3 separate regions of the Mus musculus genome follow, and all the other regions are linked to region 2. The links are chromatin contacts, called in public HiChIP or PLAC-seq maps. All regions are on one chromosome and are shown on one strand. Each heading gives the region's core, a stretch centred on a gene start, on an enhancer-like site or on the middle of the called end of the contact. The rest is flanking DNA. Distances are from core to core; before and after follow the strand shown. Region 1 holds the start of Got1 (glutamic-oxaloacetic transaminase 1, soluble). Region 2 holds the start of Cpn1 (carboxypeptidase N, polypeptide 1). Region 3 holds the start of Scd4 (stearoyl-coenzyme A desaturase 4).

What was found. HiChIP or PLAC-seq counts read pairs in DNA pulled down with a chosen protein or histone mark.
Region 1: a FOXA1 HiChIP or PLAC-seq map of pancreatic cancer cells shows a contact between it and region 2. The contact joins the promoter of Got1 here to the promoter of Cpn1 in region 2.
Region 3: a contact with region 2 is called in an HNF4G HiChIP or PLAC-seq map of pancreatic cancer cells. The contact joins the promoter of Scd4 here to the promoter of Cpn1 in region 2.

What each region holds. Positions count from the first base shown.
Region 1 is chr19:43,522,576-43,526,054 of GRCm38.p6, reverse strand. Got1 (glutamic-oxaloacetic transaminase 1, soluble) reads left to right here and starts at 1,450. Exons shown (of 9, transcript NM_010324.2): 1 at 1,450-1,717. The coding sequence starts at 1,600.
Region 2 is chr19:43,984,941-43,988,412 of GRCm38.p6, reverse strand. It overlaps Cpn1 (carboxypeptidase N, polypeptide 1), which reads left to right and starts at 1,893. Exons shown (of 9, transcript NM_030703.2): 1 at 1,893-2,347. The coding sequence starts at 2,125.
Region 3 is chr19:44,331,721-44,335,025 of GRCm38.p6, reverse strand. Scd4 (stearoyl-coenzyme A desaturase 4) reads right to left here and starts at 1,700. Exons shown (of 6, transcript NM_183216.3): 1 at 1,511-1,700; 2 at 765-1,032. The coding sequence starts at 1,534.

The DNA of each region.
Region 1 (3,479 bases), core at 201-2,700, 460 kb after region 2:
GACTCTTAGGGGAAAACATTAATGAAATGCTTTGGGCAGTTTCCTTAAAAAAACAAAACAAAACAAAAACAAGGCGATGTTTCTGGAAAGAAAAAGACAGAAAAGCTTAGCAAGTAGTGCTCAAAGTTCGATGGCTTTTGTTTATCCTCTGAACCGAAAACTCGTGAAGATTTATCATGTTACCCAAAGGAAGCCATGATGCTGTTTTCTCGCAAAATACCAAGGAATTGGCGCCTTCCAGCATTGGGTGAATATGTAGTGGAAGAAACGGAGGGAGGTTTGCCAGATCCCAGGCAAAGCATCATGCCATCTAGGAGGGGGTGTGGACCCTGCGCCATAACAAAGCTAGTATTTAGAGAGCACTTACTGTATGCAACTAAACACTTTATGTGTCTTAACTCACCTAATCCCCACAACAACCTGGAGGAAAACACTATTATCTCCATCTTACAGAGCAGGAACAGGCCTGCCCAAGTAGGTCAGAGTCAGCCGGCATCTAAACCTAACTTGCCTGGCTCCAGAGTTAGGTTCCTACTCATCAGGAGGCTTTCTAAACTTGTAACGTCGACAACAAAACGCCCAAGTACAGGAAAGAGAGATGTCTAACCAAACAGCGTGTTAAGAGGTTTTATGGATGGCTGACAGATGTGAAATCTTCAAGGTCAACAGGTGGAGAAAGGATCTGGACAGAAATAGACTCTCAGGGGAAGGAGCAGCCTGACCTGACAGAAAGAAGCAGCAGTTTGGGTGTGTGCCAATCGATGATGACAGCACGCGTGGGAGGAATGCTGCAGAGAGAGGCTTCGCTAGATCCTTCAAGGTCCTTTAGGGCTAGGCTTTCCCGGCCCCGGTTATCTACCGGGGCTGGGGGTTGGTGTTAAAATTCTCAAGCTAGTATGTGCTCATCCCTTACTTTCTGCAGGGTCTCCCCTGCCAGCGATCAAGGAAGACAACACATCCAGGTTTCTTTCTGGGGAAGCACTGAGTGGAGACAGTCAAGGTCACCCACGATTGGGTACAGTGTGTCCAAGCGGACCACTAGAGTCCTGTGCCAGACACTTGGCTGTCAGCCGGGCCTGGCCAACGCAGGAACGTGCGCACCGCCGGAGCCTGGCGGCGACAGTCACCTGCTCAGCGGGTACAGAAAGACCTGTTCTCTGCTTTCCCCACGGGCGGGCCACCGCCCCAGGTCTCCAGGCCCCAGAAGGTCAGGAGGTTGTCCTCTGGGGACTCCCGCCACCCGCACCATCCTCATCACCCCAAGGAATAAAAGCCTCAGCGATTGGAACACGCTACGCCAATCATCCTAGCCTCTGCCCACACCTCCTCCGGTGTACATTGCATTGGTTGCATCATACAAGCCTCCGATAAGATCCTCTTCTCGAATTGGCTAGTAGAGGCTTGCCCCGCCTAACCCTTCTTAGTCGGAAGGTTGTGATTGGTTAAGCGCGTTGCCAAGCTCCGGACGCGGCTCGACCATTGGAAGCCGCGGGCTGCCCCGCCCGCCGGCGAAGGTGAGAGTCTCCTCCAGTCACCGGACCCCGCACCGCACAGAGCTGCTCCCGGCTCGTTCTCGAGGTCTCGGCACATTCTGTCGCGATGGCGCCTCCATCAGTCTTTGCCCAGGTTCCGCAAGCTCCTCCGGTTCTGGTCTTTAAGCTCACTGCGGACTTCCGGGATGATCCAGATCCCCGCAAGGTTAACCTCGGCGTGGGAGGTAAGGATGCAGTGCCTTGGAATGCGAGCAGCCTGGGGGGAGGTGGGCGTAGGAGGAGCTGAGATTTAGTTTGTGTCTCCCTGAGAGGAGCCCGAGGAGAGAAGGTTGGGACCACGAGGACATCACCAACCTACCCATTTTGCAGATGGCGATACAGAGTCCTTGGAAAGAGGGGGTGTTCAAGGTCACGCAGAACAGGTGTAACATCTGGGACACAAATGTTGTTTTTGTTTCTCCACCCAGTGTTCTTTATAGTACTTGTTCTAAAGCAACGATGGGGATGGTAAGGAGAGAGAAGTATGGTAGCTTTAGCGTCTCGTGGTCAACTGGAACTGGGAATGAAAGAGCTGTTAGCCTAATGGAGCTGTAGTCCGGGTTGAGCGAGTAGCAGACGCCACTTAGGAAGCCTGTTAACCCACATGGGGAAGATGTAGGTTTGGTTTATTCTCAGAGTGGAGCAGATGAGGCGAAGCCCATGCATCTCAGGCCACACACATCTGGGTCTTCATTTCTTGATCATTTGCCTTGAACCAAGTTAGCCTTCTGCCAAGGTCGTTTGTGTTGTAGTTTCTAAAGCCCTTTAACTCGAGCCTCCGGCGACTTCGTCATCACTGTTTGGATGTTTGAAGCTCTACAGAGCTTGGTGTGCATTTGGCCACGTGCAGAGGCCAGCCGAGGAGAGAAGAGTGAGCAGACTGATGCTCTCAGCAGGGAACCAACCGGAACTGAAAGCGCTAGAAGGTTAGAAAGAAGAAATGGAGTTGTTTTGAAGCAGAGGGTGACGTTAAGGGGATTCAGAATCTAGGTTCTTAGAGAGGATGTGCAAATATAGCCCTAGTGTCTCTGTCTCTCTGTCTCTGTCTCTCTCTCGCTCGCTGGCTCTCTTTCATCTAGGTTCTTAGAGAGGATGTGCAAATATAGCCCTAGTGTCTCTGTCTCTCTGTCTCTGTCTCTCTCTCTCTCGCTCGCTCGCTCGCTCGCTCTCTTTCATCTAGGTTCTTAGAGAGGATGTGCAAATATAGCCCTAGTGTCTCTGTCTCTCTGTCTCTGTCTCTCTCTCTCTCTCTCGCTCTCTTTCATCTAGGTTCTTAGAGAGGATGTGCAAATATAGCCCTAGTGTCTCTGTCTCTCTGTCTCTCTGTCTCTCTCTCTCTCTCTCTCTCGCTCGCTCGCTCTCTTTCATCTAGGTTCTTAGAGAGGATGTGCAAATATAGCCCTAGTGTCTCTGTCTCTCTGTCTCTCTGTCTCTGTCTCTCTCTCTCTCGCTCGCTCGCTCGCTCGCTCTCTTTCATCTAGGTTCTTAGAGAGGATGTGCAAATATAGCCCTAGTGTCTCTGTCTCTCTGTCTCTGTCTCTCTCTCTCTCTTTCTCTCTCTCTCTCTCGCTCTCTTTCATCTAGGTTCTTAGAGAGGATGTGCAAAATAGCCCTAGTCTGTCTGTCTGTCTGTCTGTCTGTCTCTCTCTCTCTCTCTCACACACACACACAGACACAGACACAGACACACTTCATCAAGGAATAGGAGTGGCTAAGAGAAAATCCTAAAATGCTGTTTTATTGATGGTGTCTGGACATAAATGATACCTAGCATTTTCCCAATTTCTATGTATGTTTGAAAGTTTTCAAAATAAAAAGCATAAAAAGGTCAGCATTCGCTGCTTTGCCAATGGAGAGGAGCTTGATGGTTTTAGCAGCCCTCAGAACAGGAGAAATACTGAAAGATTGTCTTGACTAGAAATCACAGTGGTCACCATATAAAGTCTT
Region 2 (3,472 bases), core at 644-3,143:
AAATGGAAAGTGAATATTTAATCTACAAGAGACTGTTGAACTATTTTCTGATTTTCCCATGAGCACTGTGTGAGAGCCCAGCTCTTCCCTCTCGGCCAGTTTCCCTGAATGGTCCTCTATGTTGTGGTCATGCTAAGGCAGATGAAGTGGTATCTCACTTGGTCTTAACATGGATTTTAATAACTAATACTGAGCATTTTGAAGAGCTGACCATTTGTACCTTGGTAAAATGTCGAATCCAAATTTTTGACTATTTTTACTAGTGTGTAATTATTGTATGAAGCAATGGGGGAGCTGTATGAAACTTTCATACATACCATATTGTATTTAACTGCCCACTGGCCACACTCACCTATCTCTCAACTCCAGCTAGTTTCTAGTGTATGTGTTTGTGTGTGTATATATAGATATACATATATATGTATATTATATATATGACTTTCTCACTTAAGCATTGCATCCTTTCCAGTTCCATTCCTTTCTTAAAAGCAACAATGTTTTATTCTTTATGACTGAATAATATTCCACTGTGTGTATGTATATCACATTTTATCCACCCACCCATTGCTGAGAGCCTAGGCTAACTCCAGGACATGCCTATGGTGAACAGAGCCACAAACTTAGATATAAAGGTTTCACTGAGCTGTGCTGAAACTCTTTGGGAATACATCTAAGAGTGTGATATCTGGGTCATATGGCAGTCCTATTTTTAATTAAAACAGCAACAACACGTCCTTGCGTCCATAAAGGCTGGGGATTAATTTACATTTCTCTGTGTCATCACCAGCATTTGCTGACGTTAGTCATTCTGGCTGGTGTGAGACTGACTTCCAATCTTGTTTTCATTTGTATTTTCCTGACTATTAAAGATGTTATCCATCTGGATTTAAAAGGCAGCGATTCGGCTCCTTTACTCGTTGGTTGGATTGTTTGATCTTTTGCTTTGTTTTGCTGTTGCTGTTGTTTAAATGCAATGGGTACAGGTATTTTGGGCCCATGCTTGCCTGTTTATCGTGTGTGTGATTGGTGCCTGTGGAGGCCAGAGGGGGCTGTCAGGTCCCCTGGAACTGGAGTTACAGGCAGTTGTGAAGCTGCCATGTGAGTGTAGAACTGGGTCCTCTGGAAAGCAGCCTTTGCTTTTAAACTGCGAAACCGTCTCTCTAGCTCCTATTTAGTTTTGTTTGTTTGTTTGTTTGTTTGTTTGTTTGTGTTTTGAGACAAGGTATAATCAGTTAGCCCTGGCTGGCCTGGAAGACCAGGCTGGCTTCAAACTTACAACAATCCTCCAGCCTCTTTGTGCTAGAATTATAATTGGGTGCCAGTGCATTCCACCTGGGATTTAATTTTTCGAGCTCTTTAAATTCTGGGTACTAATTCTCTATTGGATCCATACCTGGCAGGCATTTTCTCCTGCTCTGTAGGCTCTGCTCTGCAGAAACTAAAACATTTCTACAGTCACAACTGCAGAATCTCATTCTAATTTCCTGAGCTAGCGGAGTGCTACTCAGAAACCCATTTTCTTATGCCGGTGCTGAAATAGGATCATCTTCCTACCATTTGTTACAAAGTATTTATCATTGACAGATACATTATCAACTATGAGATTTCTAATTGTTTGCTCCGAGCAGGTGCCTCATTTCCTCAATTTGTTTGCTTTACCATTAAGATCTTTGAGCCAGGAAGACAAGACAGAGTCGTGCTTCAGAACGAGGTGGGGACGGGTTAAAGGGAGCGGGGCAGATCCTTTGTAAGTTGTAACTAGCACATGCCAACTCTCTTAAAAGCCCCTGGGAATCAAAGGGTTAGAAGCAGCTGTTTCTTGAGGCCTGTTTACCGTCCAGTTAATCAGTAAGCCAGAATCAATGAGCCTCTCAAAGTGGGGATGCGCCGAATCCTTCCAAAAGGGCTTCCAGATTTAGGAGGAGGAAGAGAAATGAGCCCGGAGGGTATTGTGGCTATCCTGGGGCCACAGGAATAATTCCCAGCATAGCAGAGGCGGGTCCCCAGTCTCCTGCAGGTGCGGCGAGTGCAAGGCTGGTTACTCTGTGCTCTGGATCCAGACTGGCAAAGGATTGCTTAGAGAGCGGGAGGGCACATTTCAGAGCCCCTTAGAAGCTCCGCGAGATGCCAGACCTGCCCTCAGCCTTCCTGCCCCTCCTCCTCCTCTCCAAGTTTGTTACCCCGGTGACCTTTCGTCACCACCGCTACGACGACCTCGTGCGGACGCTGTACAAGGTGCACAACCAATGCCCGGACATCACGCGGCTCTACAACATCGGGCGCAGTGTGAAGGGGAGGTACCTCTACGTGCTGGAGTTTAGCGACTACCCTGGGATCCATGAACCCTGTAAGTCTTGAGTGTTTTGGGGGCGTGTTGGGCAAAGAACTCCCTTCCTCTACAAATCCAGATAGAGTGTTCACTGCCCCAGTGGAGAACTCCATGTACAATGTATTTACCTCTTCCTCCACCCAAGAAGAAGGCAGGTGGCCCCACTTGGTTCTCAAGCTCCCCTAGGCCCCGGGGAGCTGCGACCCCAGTTCAGGCTCCAACACATTCCTCTTTTCTGAGTTCTGTTTGCTCAGAACTCCATGGGTAAAGCCCGTCTTCCTCCTGTTCCCGGCCCCCTCTCCTCCTCCCCCCCCCGCCCCCCCCCCATCTTTTTCTCTCACTCCCTCTACCAAGACCCAAAGACTTGGGATCAGGGCAGAAATGGTTGTCCTCCTAGTTCTCCTGGGAGATCAGGTGCGTCCTTTCCAGGAACCATATTGATCCAGCATGATGTGCTAGAGAGATTTTGGGGGTTGGGATATTAGCTTGCTGCTTTATTGTTAGTCTGCTTCTGTTATCAAAGCAATCTGTGTTTGCTTCAAAAATTAGTTCATGACCAGCCTGGAAACATTTAAAAAAGAAAACAAACAAACAAAAAAAGCCAAAAGCAACTCACCAGCTGAAACAAACAAACAAACAAACTAGAAACCAGAAGAGGCAAAACTAAGAAAACGAAGAGGGACCCCAGCACTCACTGATACCTAGTATTTACATAGACTGGCATCTCTCTTCTCAGACACATGATGCAATCCTACATCTCAAATACAAAATGGGAAAATGTCCCCCGCTTTTCTCAGTTCTTCATCTGTGTCGTCAACACAGCTTGACGGCACCATTCTTGGTTGTGTAGTGTGCTAGTCCCTTGTTTTCGTTAGCTGTTTACATTTCGATGAACACTGACACTCTTGTTGTTTTGTTTACAATGGTGACATCTCAGTTAAGTCACATGACTTATTTCAGAGGGTCAACAGCAAATCTCTTTCCCTCCCGTATCCCAACTCCACTCCATTTCCCATTATACTCCGCCTTAAATCAATGCACGGAAGCTCCCATGCTAAAGTTGCCACTGTCTAAACCCACCTAGTCCCAACTTGCCCAGGAGAGGCCAAAATCATTTCTCTCGCTACTAATATGGTCTTCTTG
Region 3 (3,305 bases), core at 451-2,950, 350 kb before region 2:
GGCTATTTTGGGCAAGGGGAGGTGGAGGTAGAGAGGAAAGAGCAGAAGGTTCTGGGCCCTTTGTCCTACATGGTATCCAGAGACAAGAGCAGGAACTGGCTGGCCAGGGAATGAATGGAATGTCACCCAATTCTGAAACCCCCCTCCCCCTCTATTTTTGTCATTTTAAGAACATCTTGCTAACTGACAGGACGGACCTGGAGCAGCAGAACTCTACACCAGTGTACTTGGACCGTGTGGGAACCTGCCTCATCTTTCTCTGGGGCAAACAAGCCTGTCCTGGTCAGAATCACATACAAATATTTTTTGTTGGTAATCCCATTTTATTCCTTCTTCTCCAGCGATCCCCTCTGGATAGTCTTACTTTACTCTGTCTCCCGACTAAGCAAATACCCCCTCATTAAGCCCCCATGCCTCTCAGCAAGGGCTCTAGTTTTCCTGTGGCAGGCAATGCTAAGTCAGAAAGCTTTTTGGACGGAAAAGCTCTTTAGGAGACTGTCAATCCTTTGTCATACAGTTATCCCTCCACCTTTTATAGACTTTAGCATCCAAGCTAAAGAACCCCCCAGATCTGACACTCTTGTACCCCAATCCCACGAGGCTCTGTTCCCCGTCTAGTTATCAGTATCTCAGAAAGTGGAGAGAAAACTTGAAAAATCTGGACAGAGAGCGGCTACTTTTCAGAATCAGAGTCTACCTTATTAAAGAGTTGGGGGCGGGGGAGACATGGGGTGCTGGCCCAGGGCGGAGGGTTTGGAGATTACCCAAGAGCCAGGTGTAGACCTTGCAGGAGGGAACCAGTGTGATCCCGTACAGGGCTCCCACGTGCAGCAGGGCCATGAAGATGATGTTCCTCCAGACGTACTCCAGCTTGGGCGGGGGTCCCTCCTCATCCTGGTAGCTGGGGTCATACAGATCATCTTTTATTTCAGGCCGGATATCTTCTGCCTGGAGGGGCATCTTCTCTTCTCCATCCTGCTGTCTCCGGGAGTGGGGTTCCATGATGTTGGTAGTGCTACACCTGCTGGAGATCTTCAACGGGAGGAAGTGAAAGTCAAAAGCAGATACATAGGACAGCAAGGGGGGGGTCCTCCTGTAATACAGCCAAGGCAGTAGAGGCAGAAACCCCAGTGCCCTGATCATAGGAAGACAGAGTACAGATGTGCTAGATGAAGCAGAGAAAACTTCCCAGAAACTACCTAGAATGTGTTGACAATCAAACCTCACAGTGAAGGGGCAGGGACGGGGATCAAACATTCATACCTCAAGCAACATACAAAGGAAAATGCATGTGCATGCAGAAAGGTATTGGCTGGACGGGAGCTTTCTTTCCTTTAAAGTCAACTGGCAACATGACTGCCACATCCCTCACTTGAAGGTCATACAAATCTAATAAGATATCTGAGATGTCTCTGTAGCTCTCAGCTCTGGCCTCTCTCCAGTCAGCACAGTCCCACCTGGTACCAAAGATCCTGTGCTAGAGGGAGGGGGTCATTGATGAAAAGCTGACCTCTTGTGGCAAGTGGGCCGTCATCTTGCTCCTTGGAAGCCTAGATCCTCTTGTGAAGGCAGAGAGAGCAAGGTCCAGGTCTGCAGCGACTGAGGATCGGTGAAGCGTTGAGTCCAGAGCCCACTGTGCGCTGTGTGTACTGCGTTGATGCCCGGCTAACTGTGCAGGTGTCACCAGTCAGTTCTGCTGTGTGTTGTTGTTTCCAGGCACAGGATTTAAAGGGTATGTAGAGCTGGCACTTGGTGACTGTGTCTGGTATTTGTTCAGATGTGCTTCATGACTGCCAACAAGGGATAAAGAATTCAGAGCTGGCTAGTCAAGGCAGCCCCATGAGGAGATAAAGACTGAAGGCGAGAGAGGGGAGGACAGCCAGCAAAGCCCACATTCACCTAAGGCAAGGCTATGGGATGCTGCACACACTAAGAGAGAGCCACCTTTGTCCCCATTCCTAGACAGATGGAGTATTCTCAGCACTCTGGCAAGCTCTGAGCAGAGGAATTTGTTACTCTCTTGTCTTCCTGGCTCTGGCATCCAGAAATCTGCTATCTCGCTGGCAGACAGCCCTCTGTGCCAACCTCCTCGGTTTCATCTCTGTGGACCCTGGGTCTCTGCCAGCATCATGACTGGAGGAATCTGGGGTCCAGTTCTCAAGCTTCATAGAGGGTAGAAAATGTCCACAAAGTGGGAAAAGAGTGAATCTGGGGGGTGAGAGTCAAGTTCAAGCCCAGGACTAACACAGGTGCTTGGCAAATGTGTCACACTGGGGCAGTTGCACAGTGGGGACAGCTCATCAGTGTCCACCACAATTCCACCTTCTCTTTCCACTCATCAGGTGTGGTGGGGGTAAGGGGGGGTGGACTGGCCTCCACCCCCAGATCTCGAGACAAGAGCAGGTGCATAGCCCGCCTTCTTACTTAGCATCTCAAGCCAGTGGCGGCTCTTCCCCACCCACCTGCCCAGGATGTTCAGCAGAATCGCAGAATGCTCTGACCAGCTCACACACACAGTCACACGCACAGGGCTGAGTGTCTGAGCCCACGCTCAGTCATAGGACTCGTTTCACAGGGGATAACCACCTCCAGACATTAGCATTTAATTACTTCCCTATGTTCCTGCCCCCGGAACATCTGCTGCAGGCAGGGAGGTCTGAAGATTCTCCCATCAGGTTGGGAATTGGGAGTCTTCTATAAGGAAAAAGTGGGAACCTCAGACAGGCGTTTACAGGCAGCAGAGGTGCAAAGGTTTGCCTGTGAAATAAGAAGACTGAGCTGGTATGGAATGACTTTAAAAAAAAAAAAAAAAAGCTAATACTAACTTTTTAAAAAGTCTCCCCGTGACCCATGACCTGTGGTTTTTAAGGAGAAGGAAGTTGAGATATAGAGAGCTCAGATAATTTGTCTGTGGTCCCAGGAGCCAGTGACTCACAGAGCTAGAAACTGATCATAGTAGGCAAGATGCCAGAGCCCAGGCTCAAACCCTGCTCGGAAAGCGATGCTGGCCTAGAGTCCCAAGACAAAATGACTTCACAGGCCGTCTTCAGTAGATTCACAGCAGGATGAGGAAGCTCAAACTGCAGGGATTTGCATTCACTAGGGTCTCCTGAGATAGACATCTCCCCTGTACACTTCCCCCCCACACACACACAAAGGAGACTATATGAGGGCAAGCATGACCAACTTGTCCCTCTGTGAAAGCTTCCTTGGCCTCTCCATCCTCTTCCCCTCTTATCAAACAGCGAGGGACCCCACAGTCCTTTTGGCTCCCCACATACTTTGCTTTGCTTTGACCCCACAAT